Linked DNA regions of Mus musculus: regions 2, 3, 4 and 5 are each linked to region 1. Evidence: chromatin contacts called from public HiChIP or PLAC-seq and promoter capture Hi-C data. All regions are on one chromosome and are shown on one strand. Each heading gives the region's core, a stretch centred on a gene start, on an enhancer-like site or on the middle of the called end of the contact. The rest is flanking DNA. Distances are from core to core; before and after follow the strand shown. Region 1 holds the start of Nans (N-acetylneuraminic acid synthase (sialic acid synthase)). Region 2 holds the start of Gabbr2 (gamma-aminobutyric acid (GABA) B receptor, 2). Region 3 holds the start of Tmod1 (tropomodulin 1). Region 4 overlaps Ncbp1 (nuclear cap binding protein subunit 1). Region 5 overlaps Xpa (xeroderma pigmentosum, complementation group A).

What was found. Promoter capture Hi-C pulls out the DNA fragments that hold promoters and counts their contacts. HiChIP or PLAC-seq counts read pairs in DNA pulled down with a chosen protein or histone mark.
Region 2: a contact with region 1 is called in a promoter capture Hi-C map of pre-B cells. The contact joins the promoter of Gabbr2 here to the promoter of Nans in region 1. A contact is called at or near these places in 5 of 39 promoter capture datasets (the 3T3-L1 cell line, liver, neutrophils and 1 more) and 1 of 115 datasets of contacts at active chromatin or transcription factors (large pre-B cells).
Region 3: a contact with region 1 is called in a promoter capture Hi-C map of erythroid cells, with 8 times the contacts expected there. The contact joins the promoter of Tmod1 here to the promoter of Nans in region 1.
Region 4: a promoter capture Hi-C map of the HPC-7 cell line shows a contact between it and region 1. The contact joins the enhancer-like site here to the promoter of Nans in region 1. A contact is called at or near these places in 5 of 39 promoter capture datasets (the C10 cell line, the HPC-7 cell line, cranial neural crest and 1 more) and 1 of 115 datasets of contacts at active chromatin or transcription factors (bone marrow-derived macrophages).
Region 5: an H3K27ac HiChIP or PLAC-seq map of embryonic stem cells shows a contact between it and region 1, with 6 read pairs. The contact joins the enhancer-like site here to the promoter of Nans in region 1. A contact is called at or near these places in 9 of 39 promoter capture datasets (the C10 cell line, the HPC-7 cell line, cranial neural crest and 5 more), 1 of 15 datasets of contacts at CTCF or cohesin (the NIH/3T3 cell line), 6 of 484 Hi-C or Micro-C datasets (B cells, the G1E-ER4 cell line, embryonic stem cells and 2 more), 11 of 115 datasets of contacts at active chromatin or transcription factors (the 230-238 cell line, astrocytes, bone marrow-derived macrophages and 6 more) and 3 of 9 other capture datasets (adipose tissue, liver and pancreatic islet).

Annotation. Positions count from the first base shown.
Region 1 is chr4:46,487,968-46,490,624 of GRCm38.p6, forward strand. It overlaps Nans (N-acetylneuraminic acid synthase (sialic acid synthase)), which reads left to right and starts at 1,362. Exons shown (of 6, transcript NM_053179.3): 1 at 1,362-1,523. The coding sequence starts at 1,392.
Region 2 is chr4:46,990,376-46,993,032 of GRCm38.p6, forward strand. It overlaps Gabbr2 (gamma-aminobutyric acid (GABA) B receptor, 2), which reads right to left and starts at 1,339. Exons shown (of 19, transcript NM_001081141.2): 1 at 733-1,339. The coding sequence starts at 1,050.
Region 3 is chr4:46,037,876-46,040,532 of GRCm38.p6, forward strand. It overlaps Tmod1 (tropomodulin 1), which reads left to right and starts at 1,347. Exons shown (of 10, transcript NM_021883.2): 1 at 1,347-1,434.
Region 4 is chr4:46,162,902-46,165,558 of GRCm38.p6, forward strand. It overlaps Ncbp1 (nuclear cap binding protein subunit 1), which reads left to right. Exons shown (of 23, transcript NM_001033201.3): 15 at 60-163; 16 at 2,265-2,387. Among named protein-coding and RNA genes, the nearest start is that of Ncbp1, 26 kb to the left of the region's middle. Within about 2 kb of position 1,305, at least 38 of the 459 cell types and tissues checked have an H3K27ac peak or open chromatin away from gene starts, as enhancers often do. A contact at or near this core is called in the HPC-7 cell line, where this site is marked.
Region 5 is chr4:46,184,172-46,186,828 of GRCm38.p6, forward strand. It overlaps Xpa (xeroderma pigmentosum, complementation group A), which reads right to left. Exons shown (of 6, transcript NM_011728.2): 3 at 1,420-1,525; 4 at 117-282. Among named protein-coding and RNA genes, the nearest start is that of Xpa, 11 kb to the right of the region's middle. Within about 2 kb of position 1,315, at least 20 of the 459 cell types and tissues checked have an H3K27ac peak or open chromatin away from gene starts, as enhancers often do. A contact at or near this core is called in embryonic stem cells and pancreatic islet, where this site is marked.

The sequences.
Region 1 (2,657 bases), core at 112-2,611:
GGAAATCGATCTAACTCTGAAATCCAAGGAGTGTGCTGTAGGAGACCCGGGCTGGGAGACACTCCAGGGCCGCAGTCTGAGCCCCGCTCTAGAGTTCAGGATGACTTTGGCCAAATTAGTGAAACTCCCTGAGGCTAATGCCTCTCATATAGTAGAAACAGCTATGGCTGTCTAAAATGTACTGCACTGTGGACTGGAGGCATGCATGGTTCAGCGATAAGGCTCATTGGCTGCTCTTCCAGAGGACCTGGGCTCAGTTCTCAGCATCCACTTGGTGGCTCACAATCGTCTGTACTCCAATTCCAGGGACTATGATTCCCTCTTCTCAGTTCTTCAGGTACCAGGCACACATGTGGTGCACAAAACAAACCATATACATAAAAACAAATTAAACAAATTAAATACCATACCAATTTTTGCAATCAAAGATTTCTTTTTTTGTTGTTTTTGCTTTTGTTTTTTTCGAGACAGGGTTTCTCTGTATAGCCCTGGCTGTCCTGGAACTCACTTTGTAGACCAGGCTGGCCTCGAACTCAGAAATCTGCCTGCCTCTGCCTCTCGAGTGCTGGGATTAAAGGCGTGTGCCACTATGCCCGGCTTCAAAGATTTCTATATACTGTCTTACAATTCTATATGATACTTCTGTTTCAGGGAAGAATGTAAACAATGCTTGAGAAGACCAGAGAGTCATAACTGTCTTAATGTTAGCCACAAATACCATTTTAGTGCTTCTCAAGTTGCATCTCACAAGGTTACTAAGATTCCCCACCACCACCCATTTCCTTCACTCTCTTGGAAAGTGAGGTGGCTCCAGAGATGCCTTGGATGGGGTATAACCTGATATGGCAAAACCAGGAGCCACTAGGGTTTCCTGAGGCATTTGGTGTCTGCCCTTTCCCTCTAACGTGATTTTTCATGAGATTTCTAGAAAACTGCAGACTACAGTTAGTTGTTAGCGGCTGCGTGGAAATTCCTGTTAGTCTGTTGACAAAAGACATCACGCAGATTCTTGGGTGAGCGCTCCTCTCTGTCTTATGCTCGCAAGATTTCCTCGTCTTTCTGTTCTGTCTCAGAATCCGCAACCATGGGATTCGAACTCTAGAACACCTACTTTCCTGACTGCTTCATGGGCTGCACTCTCTCCTTGTTCTTCTATCTAGCCATAAAGTAGACCAAATTGTGTCTAGAGGCGTAGGCAGCGCTGGAGGGGCGGGGCTTGCTTTTCTCCCCGCTCTCTGCAGAGGTAAGGCTCCGATTGGCTGTCGAGCGAGACGGGGCCCGCGGATTGGCTGCGCGACAGCCGCCGGCTGACGTGGCGGGGCTGAGACCTGCGGGCCTGCGCGGCGGGTGCGGAAACGCCCGGGGCAGCAAGCAGGCGCGGGTAATGCACCATGCCGCTGGAACTGGAGCTGTGTCCCGGGCGCTGGGTGGGTGGAAAGCACCCGTGCTTCATCATCGCGGAGATCGGCCAGAACCACCAAGGAGACATAGATGTGGCCAAGCGCATGATCCGCACTGCCAAGGTGAGGGGCGGGGCCCGTGGAGGAGTAAGTAGCGGAGGAGCCCAGGAAGGTTGACGGAGGAGTTTGCAGGGAACCCGGGCGGGGGGCAGGCTAACGGAGGGGCCCGGGAGAATTCACGGAGGGGCTTGGGAGAGCGCGGCCGCGATTGCCTTCTGGTCCTGTGCTCCGCGTCTCTCTTGCCTCGGCTCCCCAACTCCGTCTAACAGCTGCTCTTGCTCGCCCTCCCAACCGATCTTCTTTCTGTTTAGATCAGCTCCTACCCTTGCCTGGCCTGCTCCGTGGCTTCCTACCTAACCAGAATCTTAGGGACCCAGCCCCTTCCTGCTTGTCATATGCCACCCCAGAGATCCTCCCGTGTGATATTTGTCTACAGTCCTTGGAAGTTGGTGTGGTTTTTCTCAGTCCCAGTGTTTGGATTACTAACCGGTAAAAAGTGCAGATCGGGTTAGGGACTAAGCTGCCTGATTTGAAAACCCGGCTTCATGGAGCTGGGATGAGCATCCGTGAAGGGAAGGAGTGAAAAGCACAATAATTAGTCCAGGGCTCCTTGGGTGACCACTAACTACAGCTGCTGAGATGCTTGTGACTACACGCCCACCCACTTCTCTTAGTAAGTTTCCACACGTTCAGTCCGAACGACAGGGATGGCTTCTCCAGCTACAGCCCGCAGCCCTAGGTCTCACGGTGTTTTGCTTCTAGTCCTTTTAAAACAGGGACTTACTCTAACCTGGGCTAGACTGGGAGTCATCATGTATCCCAGGCTATCCCTCAGATATTTTGCTTCAGGCTTCCAAGTACTGGGATTACAGGTGCTAGCCTTCACTCAGGACTTGTCATACTTTCTTTTAATCCTTTCTTTGTTTTGAATGAATCTTTGAAGAGAAACCGTCCTGTTCGTCATTGTGACCCTAACCCTCAGCTTTCATAAAGTCTACCCTGTGATTTCTTTTTTCTTTTTTCTTTTTTTGGTTTGTTATCTTTTTAATTGATTGTTATTATTGTTTTTGGAGACAAGAGTCTCACTCTGTAATGTAGATTGGCTTGGAATTTACTCTGTAGACTAGGCTAGGCTCTCAAGCTTGGACCCGTTTTCCTGTCATAGTCTCCCAAGTGTCGAGAGTGTAGGCATGGGTC
Region 2 (2,657 bases), core at 89-2,588, 500 kb after region 1:
TCTAGGCTCCCACGACACGAACGCCTCAAGTGTGCACCTGCTCAGCGGTGTTAGCAGCTGCTGAACAAAAGTGGAAGCGCGATCGGACACCACCACACGTCCCGGGCTAGACCTGTCAAGCCACTCTATGAGCAACTAACCCAAGGCGGGGAGAGGGGGAAGGGGAGTCTCCCAAAACTGCTCCAGCTACTGCCAGCGCTGGACAGATCCAGGCAGCAGCGCTGCAGAACCCTCCGGGCTCCGAGGCTGACCGTGGCGCGCGCGAGCCCTGAGCTGCAGAAGTGCACCACAGGATCGGTCCTGCCCGAAGCTTGGCCCCCGAGGGTCCTGGAGCCCTCTAGCCCTAAAAGGGCGGCTTGGAATTTTTAGGGTCTGGGAATAGGCCCCATAGCCTGTCCAGCTGTGGCTGGCCCAGTTTGTAATCAGTGTGCGTGTTCCTCTTACTTGGCACCTGACAACCCTAGGAGCAGCACCGGACAGGGGCAACCGGCGCAGGCCTCTGGGAGTCCAACCTCTCACATCTCTAACTCCTCCTCTGGTCAAAGGAGACCCCCATTCCACACCCACACAGAGGTGGAAGGTGCTCACAGATCAGGGTCCCACCTGCTCCAGCCAAGCCCAGTGAGACCCTGATGGACCCAGTACGCGGTCAGCCAGCGAGGAGGAGACAATCACGGCTCTGTCCCTCCTCGACGCCCCCAGCCTCGACGGCATGGGTCACTGGACACTTACCTCGGTGTCGTAGAGTCGCAGGTCCAGGAAGTAGGGGCGCAGGAGTGACTCGTTGCGGATCTGCTCGATGGCTAGCTCCACGGCGGGGAGCACGCCGCGCCCGATGCTGCCCTTGGCCACCTCCTTGGTGAGCGGCATGAGGCCCATGATGGAGAGCGGCGGGCTGCTGGGCGGCGGCCGGGGGGCGCCCCGCGCCCAGCCCCAGGCCCCGGGAGCCAACGACAGCAGCAACGACAGCAGCAGGGGCAGCAGCAGGCGCGCGGGCGGCGGCGGTGGCGGCGGCGGCCGGGGCTGCCCGGAGCTCGGCGGGGAAGCCATGCCGCGCCGCGGGCTGCGGGCGCCAGCTCACTCGGCCCGCATGGCCTGGCCCGGCCCGCCGCCCGGCGCCGAGCTCTGCCCGCGGCTCCCGCGCAATGGCGCCGGCACGGGCCCCGGCTCGGCTCCGGCTTCTGCTCGCTCAGAACGGCCGCGGCGGCGGCGGCGGCGCCCGTGACGGATCAATCACGCCGGGAAGGGGTGGGAGCCAGCGGAGTGCGGGAGGCGGGGAGCCAACGAGCGAGCGAGCGAGCGAGCGCCGAGGGGGCCGAGTCTCCGCGCGCCTCTCTCCAGCGCGGCCGCCCCGCACCCGGCCGCCTCCTCCCGCCTCCGTGCGCGATCGCAGCTCTTTCCTGCTCGGAGCCGCGGGACGTCGGACCCTGGAGCCCGGCCAGGGGAGGGAGGGCGGCAGGAGGCTCGGGAGGCGAAGGCAAGGCTGCTGAGCGGCGGCTCGGGCCGCCTCCGGGGACAGGGACGGGCCGTGCGCGCCGGGGGAGGGGGAGGCGCCGGCGCTGCGGCTGCCGCGGGGAGGGCCGTGCTCCCGGCACACGCACACTCGCGCCCCGGGCGCTGCGCCGCGCCGGCTGCTGCGGCCGGCTGACCCCGCCGCCGGGGACTGAGCTCCAGAGCCCCACGTTCGGGGGAATCGAAGCTGCTATGCGCGGGGGACGCGGGCGCCTCGCCTTGCGCTTCCTGTAGCACCTGCAAGGTGGTTGGGTACTGCTTCTCCCAGGTCTGGGCGGGCGAGTCGAGGAAACGAACGTTCTACAAAGGTGTCCTAGGGGCACCAGCAGCCTGCGCTCTCCTGTGCCAGCTACCAGGGAACCTGGGACCCTTGATCCAGTCTGGAGTCCTTTGCCAAGCCCAGGTCAGGGCTGGGATAGGAGACCTATGAGTACTACCGCCTCCTCCAGGCGTTTGACCTCCCGGTGTCCCCAGTCCCAGAGGGCCCCGCCTTAAAATTCTCCCCTGGGTGGGAACCCTGTCTTCAGTCCCAAGAAGCACAGCCTGGACTTGGCTCATTCTGTCTCCCAGGTGGTATAAACACACTGGATAACCCCAGGCAAAGTAGTCCTGGACAAGATGAACCTGAGTAACCCCTCTGTGCCTCCCTGTGAATCATGGCACTTGTGAGCACTAACCTACAACATCCCAAAGCCTGACTAGTACAAGGATACATTACATTACATTATAAAACAGCCCATCCAAGCATTGTGGACCAAAAGCACGACCTTGTAACAAGGGTGGGAATTTAACCTTCACTAACTGCTTGCTACCTGACATATCTGATGTATCCTCAAAACAGCCGTATACGCTTAGTACAGTGGGTCTATCATTCCCGTTTTACAGAAGAATACACTGATCGATAATATACAGCTAATACAGGGGAAGCAGAATGCACAGCCACAAAGGACTCTTATGCACCCCTGATATTGGAAAGCCCTTCCAAAAGGAGGACATGGAGGCCACGGTGCTCTCAGTAGCTCTAGATCCCGTTCCTCCACACAGTTTGTAATGGGTCATCTAAATGGAGTCTGCATATTTGGAGCTGGGCAGGAAACCCGGAGGAAACCTGGAAGATAGAGCCCAGGCTGAATTGAGGACGGCAG
Region 3 (2,657 bases), core at 97-2,596, 450 kb before region 1:
TGTTGTGGATCAAAGCCTCAATGAATGCGGCTCCTCTCTACCAGTGTAGCTACAATGTAGCAATTCTTGTTAAACCGAAGTGGTTTAACTTAAGTGGGAACCACTTGCAAGTAGCATTAATCCTCTGCTCATCTCTCCTAGAGACTCAACTCTCCAACTCAGCTTCCTGCAGACCATGAGAAAGAATAATCTGAGCCACACTAATATTCTGAATTTCCACTACTAGCAAAGTACACTTTTAAAATAGGATGCATTCATATGGAAATACCATATTATGTTCATATGGTAAATTCGCTGGGGATGAAACCTATAAATTGAACAGTAGGAAAGAATGGTGCGTCACAAATTAGCCTCAGCAGCGAGCAAGAGGCACCAACCTGACAATAAGGGCAAGACTTCTGGAAGGGTCCACAAAACAGTGTCTTAGAAGGGAGAGGTGGGTGACTGGGGAGCGGGGTCAGGCTGTTGGTTGGCTTGCACAGGTGTTCTTACTATAAAATTCAGAAAGCTACACACTAATATGTGCCCTGAAAGTATTTACACCCACAACAAAACGCTTAAAAATAAGTCCTTGGGAATAGTAAGTCCCTGCTTTGTTTAAAAATACACCCCACTTCTCCCTTGAAAAGGACATTCTTAATAGGGCGAGGGTTTTATAATACAGTAATGCATTAGGAAAATACTTTTCAGCGTTTCTCCTTAGGCATCTAGGAATTAAGATTTCCCTCACCAAAAAATACGGTAGGATAATCCAACGGAGATGTTCCCTGTGCCTGTTTGGATTCGTTGGTAGGAGCCGTTTGTTTATTGAAACACTTAAAGGCTTCGGTTTGGGTTTAAGTGGTTTGTTCTGGAGAGAACACATTAGCCTTTTAAGAAGGAGGAACTTTCATTCCGATTATTTTAAGTGGTGATTTCGGACGCTCCAGTCTCAATGCTGTGTAGGGAGAAGGCGTTCAATTCTGCGTTGGAATTGCACGTCCACAGATGGTTATTAAGCCCTGGGCCCGTGCCAGTCCTGGCCGAGGGGACAGGTTGCCTCTTCAAAGGAAGCTAGGTGTAGCTGTGCTGACTTTACTGGAACATTCTAGACGAGAGTAAAGATCTGCGCGACTTTGTCCAGATACCTCCAACGTAGCATAAAATCAAGTTGGAGAAACCGAGAACAAGGCAGGGAACCACACATTCCCCTGCCTCCGGGGCTGGGGTGGCCCTAGATCCTAATAGCGAGTGTTGCTCCCAGGCCGGGGACCGCGCAGCACCCTGTCGCCCCTGGTAGAGCAGGAGGGCGGGGAGGGCGGCGGGTTGGGGCGGGGCGCGGTGACAGCAGAACAGGGCCCGCCCCCGGCTTCCCACCCGCGGCCGCCAGGGAACTCGCCAAGCCCCGCGTTCCGCTCATTGCCGCCGCCCGCGCTCGCGCCACCCCGCATCCCGGTAAGACCCCCCGCCCGCCATCCCTAGGTCCCCCTCGGCCTCGCGGGGCTCCCTGCCGCCGCGCCGGGGCGCAGCCATATCTGGGCAAAATATTCAGCTGTCGCAGCCGCTGAGAAGGGACTGAGCACGGTTCCCTCTATAAATAGCCGCCGCCTCGGGTGGCCTTCGGGGATCGGGGTCCGGTTCCCCAGCCTGATGATCGGGTCGCTGGCGCTAAGCGTCCCTGCAGCCTGATGCGCCCAACCCTAGTCAGGGCGCCCGGGGCACTAGACCTGGTCTCCCGGGGACCTTGGGAGCCGCCCGGGGTGCCTTGGGCATTGGCACGTTGTGAGCTGGTCACGAGCCCTCCTGGGAGTCTGGGGAGGAAGGGGATACACGCTCGGGGGACGCTGAGTCCTCTGAGCACCGATCTGGCCGGCGCCTGAAAAGTTTCCCAAACTGCTGGAACTAGCTGAGGTTTAAAGCACCAGCTGCGCTTGCCTCGCTGCGCGCAACCAGGTAGAGGCAGGAGGCCACTGGTTGTCTCCAGTTTGAGGGGCGGCCTAGGCAACCCTCCTTTCTTTTCTGGATCTCGTTTTCCTGTTTGTAAGGTGAAGTTAGGGTCCTTCAAAGAGATGGTACCCGGGGCCACGAGAGTGGCCAGGGCGTGCTCTGAACTGCCTACACTCCCCTGCACCTGTTCTGCAGTTTCAGGCAGGGTAAGGATGCTGAGGACACAGCTGCAAAAGTCAGAGACTTTGGTGGCTCTTGGAACTCAAATCCTGGCCTAGGACCCACTGTGGCCCTCGGAATAGCCTGGGAAGTGTGCCTGGGGTGTTTGGGAGCATCTCTAGGCTGAGTTGCTAGCAGCACCTCGGCAAAACAAGTGACCAAATGAACTGGGCAGGCTCAGGCAATTCAGTTCCCTGTGTGGCACCTGTGATAACTCCCTTAACCCGGAACCTCCCCAGCTCTCTGTTTAGTTACCTCTCTCAGCTTTCCCCATGAGATTCCGAAGACCTGGCAGAGCCAGACTCTAAACCCAGATTCTGGGTTCTTTCTTAGTGGGGGCTCCCTCCCACAGGGTTTATCTTTCACCCTGGGTCCCACTGTTGCCCCTGTAAGGGCTTCAGAACCCTTTGCTCAAGGTCATGCCAACCCCCACTGCAGTCTGCTTGCCTTTCCTGTCTCTACCGACCTTTCCTGGCAGGTTTGGGGACTCTGCACCCCTCTTTTGTGATCTG
Region 4 (2,657 bases), core at 55-2,554, 330 kb before region 1:
TTGAGTATTACCAAAGACTGAAACATGAGACTTTTCTGAGGCTCTTATTTGTGTTGTAGGTTGTCTTACCATCAACATATATTAGATATTGTTCCTCCCACCTTCTCAGCTCTGTGTCCTGCAAACCCAACCTGCATTTACAAGTATGGAGATGAAAGTAGCAGTAAGTAATGAATCGACAAGTCTCTCTCCTTAAAAAGTACTGACCTGTGCGTGCTCTGGAGCTGGCTGTTTGTAGGAGGAGAAACAGATTTATTTCTGTATTTGAAAAAATGACCCATATTAGCCACTAGATTAAAGATTTTGTTGTTATTGTTAGCTTTTAGGTTTCTTCTATTTTGTATTGTTCACAGTGTTTTTACATGACATTTTTAATACAGCACAAAGAGTAGTAAGAGGACTTCTTTCCTGGAATGTACTAAAACTGAAAGTGTCCATTTGTTATGATGGAGACTTCTTGAACTGGTTCTCATTCTTGTCCTGGTTAGCACTGATGTTGCTGTGTTGGAGCGCCGTGGCCACAGCACGCTGAGGGAAGGGTTTATTTGGTTTATACTCCATGTGTTCATCACCAAAGGAAATGAGAACTCAGGCAGGCCAGAGGCCATGGAGGGCCGCTGCTTACTGGCTTCCTCCCCTGGCTTGCTGACCCTGTTTCCATGTAGAATTCAGGACCACCATCCCAGGGGTGGGGCCACCCACAGTGGGCTGGGCTCTCCCACATCAATCACTAATTTAAAAAATCCCCTACGGCCGAGTCTTTTTTTATTTTTTTTAGTAGAGAATAGAGTTTATTTAGGGCATGGGGAGGGGAGTTAAGAGAGTAGCAGAGGCAGAGAAAGGCAGAGAGAAAGAGAGAGAGTAGATAAGTGAGGTCGGCCATGGCCATGTGGAGGGGTGGGTGGGGAGAGAGGGGGAGCAAGGGGACAAGAGGGAAGAGAGATGGAAGAGAGCAAGAGCTACAGTTGAGCCTTAAGGAACCTGTTCTCAATGGGTGTTCCCTCCTTTCAGATAAGTAGCTTGTGTCAAGTTGACACGAGACCCCCTCCAGCACACCTTATGCTGGGACCCCTGGGCACTTGGCAGTCTGCTTCTAGAAGTAAATTTGTCATCATGGCTTTCAGCGTTTAGCCCCATGGGTTGAGGGATTGCACCATGAATCAGGCGTGCTGGAATTGCTGTGGTCTTTTTGTGTTGGGCCATTTAAGCTTCCTGGTGGCAGGTGTGCAGTGGTGACGGGTACAGAGGTAGAGGGCAGGTTTCCACCCTGCTCTTGTGGTTGCACTGAATGTTGTCACCATTCATGAGCCTCACATTCTGTGCTGCAAGGAAGGTCTGTGTCTGAGAAGTGTTCTTCCTTCCACACTACAGAAAGCTCTTTTTATCTCTAGTTCCTCTTTTCCTCCTTGGTCTGGCCCAAGTTAGTTATTTGTTAACCTTTAACAAACCATAAAAATGCTTTCTGTCTACTTCTGAAGTAAATTTCCTGGTTCTTAGCTAGTGTGTAAATTCCTTGACAGTGGGTTCTTATTTTCTTATGCGCATGCGCATGCGTGTGTGTGTGTATGTATGTATGTATGTGTGCGTGCGTGTGTGCGTGTGTGTGTGTGTGTGTGTGAGTGAGAGAGAGAGAGATTTTTAAAAATTTTTGTTTGGTTTTCATAGAATTTCCTTCTACTTTAAGAGACAGGCTCACAGTATTAGCTATATGATTATCCTTGTGTGGCCTATTGTGACAGACGTTAGTTATGACAGGTCTTATGATCTTATGTCAAAATTGCCCTTCTTGTTACCATTGTCTGAATTTCATTGAAAGTACATTTCTTTTCCCTTTGATACCTTTATATTAATTTAACATAAATTCTATACCATAAGCACTTACTCACAAAGTCCTAACCAGCAGTAAGCATGCAGGGTTTAAACACAGAGCCCTCATCTTGGCGATGTTCACCTTGTTTGAACTCATTTGCCCTAAAAGAAAGTGTTGTTGGCAAAAGTGAGCAAGACGCTTTTGGATTTAAAATGTCTGGGAGACCTGAGGACTGGTGCGCTCATGAGTACTGACACTGAGTGTAACTAACCTCTCTCAGTCTAGATGAAAAAGCATTAAAGTAGGTGAAGCTTTTGTCTGTCTTAACATACGTGGTTTAAATACTGATCTTGGGCTGAAGTATGCTGTTTTAAAAGGAAATAACAAACTTGGTTTAGCTGCTCCTAGAAGAGTCTCTGAGCTTACTCTGCCTTCCCTTCTGTTCTGTGCTTAGATTCTCTTCCTGGACATTCCGTGGCACTCTGTTTATCTGTTGCTTTTAAAAGTAAGGCAACCAACGATGAGATCTTCAGCATTCTGAAGGACGTACCAAACCCTAACCAGGTTGATGATGATGGTGAGAGAATGACTTCTTCAGCTGAGCCTCAGGCCAAGTTAAAGCATAGACACAGCTCTGGTGACACGAGCTCTGTGGTGACCTATTGGTGGTCACACAGTCTGCCAGCTATTCTGAGCACCTGCATATTTCACCCCTCACCTAAGAGGCCCTAAAATTCCTGGGGAGAGCTTATATTAATAAAACCCATGCTGAGTATGATATGCACTCCTTTAATTTAGACTTGGAAGGCAGAGGTAGGTGGGTCTCTGAGTTAGAAGCCAGCTTAGA
Region 5 (2,657 bases), core at 65-2,564, 300 kb before region 1:
CAGGGATAGACACGTAGACAGGACAAGGGCCCTCTTTAATGTGTGAGTGACAACCAGCCGACTACGCTGGAAGTTCACCTCCAGTCGGACATCCCAGCCTCCGGCTTACTAGACACCTGTAGCTTTAGGTAGAGCTTCATATCGCCCCACTGTGAATGGCGTGGGTTCTTCTTCACAAGGAACCTGAGCGCTGGCTCTCTCTTCTCTAGATCACAGTCCTTCAGAAGGTACTCTTGCTTCGCTTCTGTCTTGGTTATAAGCTTGTGTTTATCATCAGCATCTCTGGAAAGAGATTAAGAACATTATATACATGTTATATAATGTCCAGTTAAGCTGAGTTTTCAGACAGCCCAGCACCCACAAGGCCTGCACACAGACGTCTCTGCCTTTGGTTCTCATGTTTAAAGTCATAAATTCAGACTCAAGTCATATCACAATTAAGAATCTTCTTAAAGTCCCTCTTATTTCAGAAAGAACTTGAAATAAGAGTAGGGAAGACACAATGAAAAAAGGGCTCATGGAGAAAGAAAATACAAATCAGTTACAAGGTCACCAGAAGTAGCGGCCCATGCCATCGTCCCAGGACTTGAGAGGCTAAAGAGAGAGAACCGACCGCAAGTTCAAGCCCAGCCCGGGGTACACAGACCCTGATCCAGAAAGATGGGCAAAAAATAAATATCCCAAGGTCCCATTTCCTAAACACAGCTGGGTTCTGGTGGCTCAAAACCAAAGTAAAAACAGAGACCGTGAGAACTTGAAGCAACACCAAAGTTTACAGAAGGCCGTGAACTGGTTAATTCTTTTCCTTCGTTTGTCACCCCGATGTCAGGCACTGTTCAAGGTGATAAGAAGACAGCCATCATGATTTAGTGGATAAAATAGGGCCTTGTTTAATGAAGCTCTGTCCCAGTCAGAAGACGGCCCACATAATGACAGGAAAGACGCTCTACGATCATATGGCACACTGAAGGGACAAGGATTCCTGACAGGACAGTCACCAGAAGAAGCCTCTGCTGAGGACACTGGTGAACAGAGCCCAGAGCAAGCCAGGAAGAAACCTGCTAAGCAGAGAAGGAGGCGTACAGGAGCTGCGGGCAGGCAGACAGGGGACGGCACACACGCCAGCAGTAAGTGGGGGCAAGCGTTGAGGAGGTAATCAGGGGCTACTGGAGACCTGCAGCCGTGGTAAAGGCATATTTGAAAAGGAACTAAAAACCACTTTAACGTTTTAACCAAAATTCCCTAGAGAGAAGAGCCAGAGGTGCAAGCTTGGGAAGGCGCAGGGCAGACCCAGAAATCTCCACTTGGGAGGCAGTGAGGCAGCCCAGTGTGGGCTGAGGCCGTAGCTCAGTAGCTGGGTTACCTAGACCGCCTCAGTCTCCAGCACCACAAAACCAAACAGTAGTTTAAGGCAAGCACCTGCAGCTGTCACACGTTGGCAGATCAAAGTGGTTCATAAGGTACGAGTCCATGAACTCTTTCCCGCATTCTTCACAGATGGTGTAATCAAACTCCATGACGGGCCCTGCAAGAGAAAGGGAAGTCTTTATTCTGTCAGAGGACTAACACAACGGACTTTTCTCTACCTTATTAGCTTATTGTCATAGATCTTATGCCTGACACAAATGCTTACTGGGGGAGAAACTGATTAACCTTAGGTTTATGGAAAACAATTTTCTAAGAGGAAAAAAGACCTTGGGGTTTTACTACTGTGAACAGACACCACGACCAAGGCAACTCTTACAAAGGAAAACATCTAACTGGGGCTGGCTTGCAGCTTCAGAGGTTGCTGGGATAATCTTCTTGCACACTGTGTAAAGGTTGTCTTTGTTTATTCAAATGTTGATTTCTTTACCAGCAGGGCTCTGAATACCTGGACTGTGGTATTGTTATTTTTATGAAGCAATACCTGTCTCAGCGCTGCTTAAAAACCTTCTGACCGGCTTAAGAAAGAAAACGGGCCGGCCGCAGGCACACGTGGCAGGACACTGACTAGAATAAACAAGTTAATTAGGCTCTATGAGCTAGCTGGGAAGAAGCCTAAGCTAGAAGGCCTAAACATCCATAAATAATTTGGTGGCGCACGCCTTTAATCCCAGCACTTGGGAGGCAGAGGCAGGCAGTTTTCTGAGTTCAAGGCCAGCCTGATCTATAGAGTGAGTTCCAGGACAGCCAGGGCTACACAGAGAAACCCTGTCTCGAAAACCCAAAAAAAAAAAAAAAACAAAAACAAAAACCAAAAACCAAAAAAACAACAACAAAAACATAAAGAAATTGCTGGAAGGTCGAGGCAGTTCAGCAATAAAGTTTACTCTATTATCATCACGGCAGGAACATGGCAGCATGCAGGCAGACATGCTGCTGGAAAAGGAGCTGAGAGTTCTACATCTTGATCCAAAGTCAGCAGGAGACTGGATTCTGCAGACAGCCAGAAAGAGACTGAATTTCCACATTGGGTGGAGCTTGAGCATAGGAAACCTCAAAGCCCAGCCCCATAGTGACACACTTCCTCCTACTAGGCCACACCTCCTAAATGTGCCACTCCTGTCGGTCAAGCATTCAAACACAGGAGTCTATGAGAGCCAAACCTATTTAAACCACATTTCATTCCCTGCCCAGCCCCCAAGGCTTGTAGCCAAAACCAACGCAAAATGCAT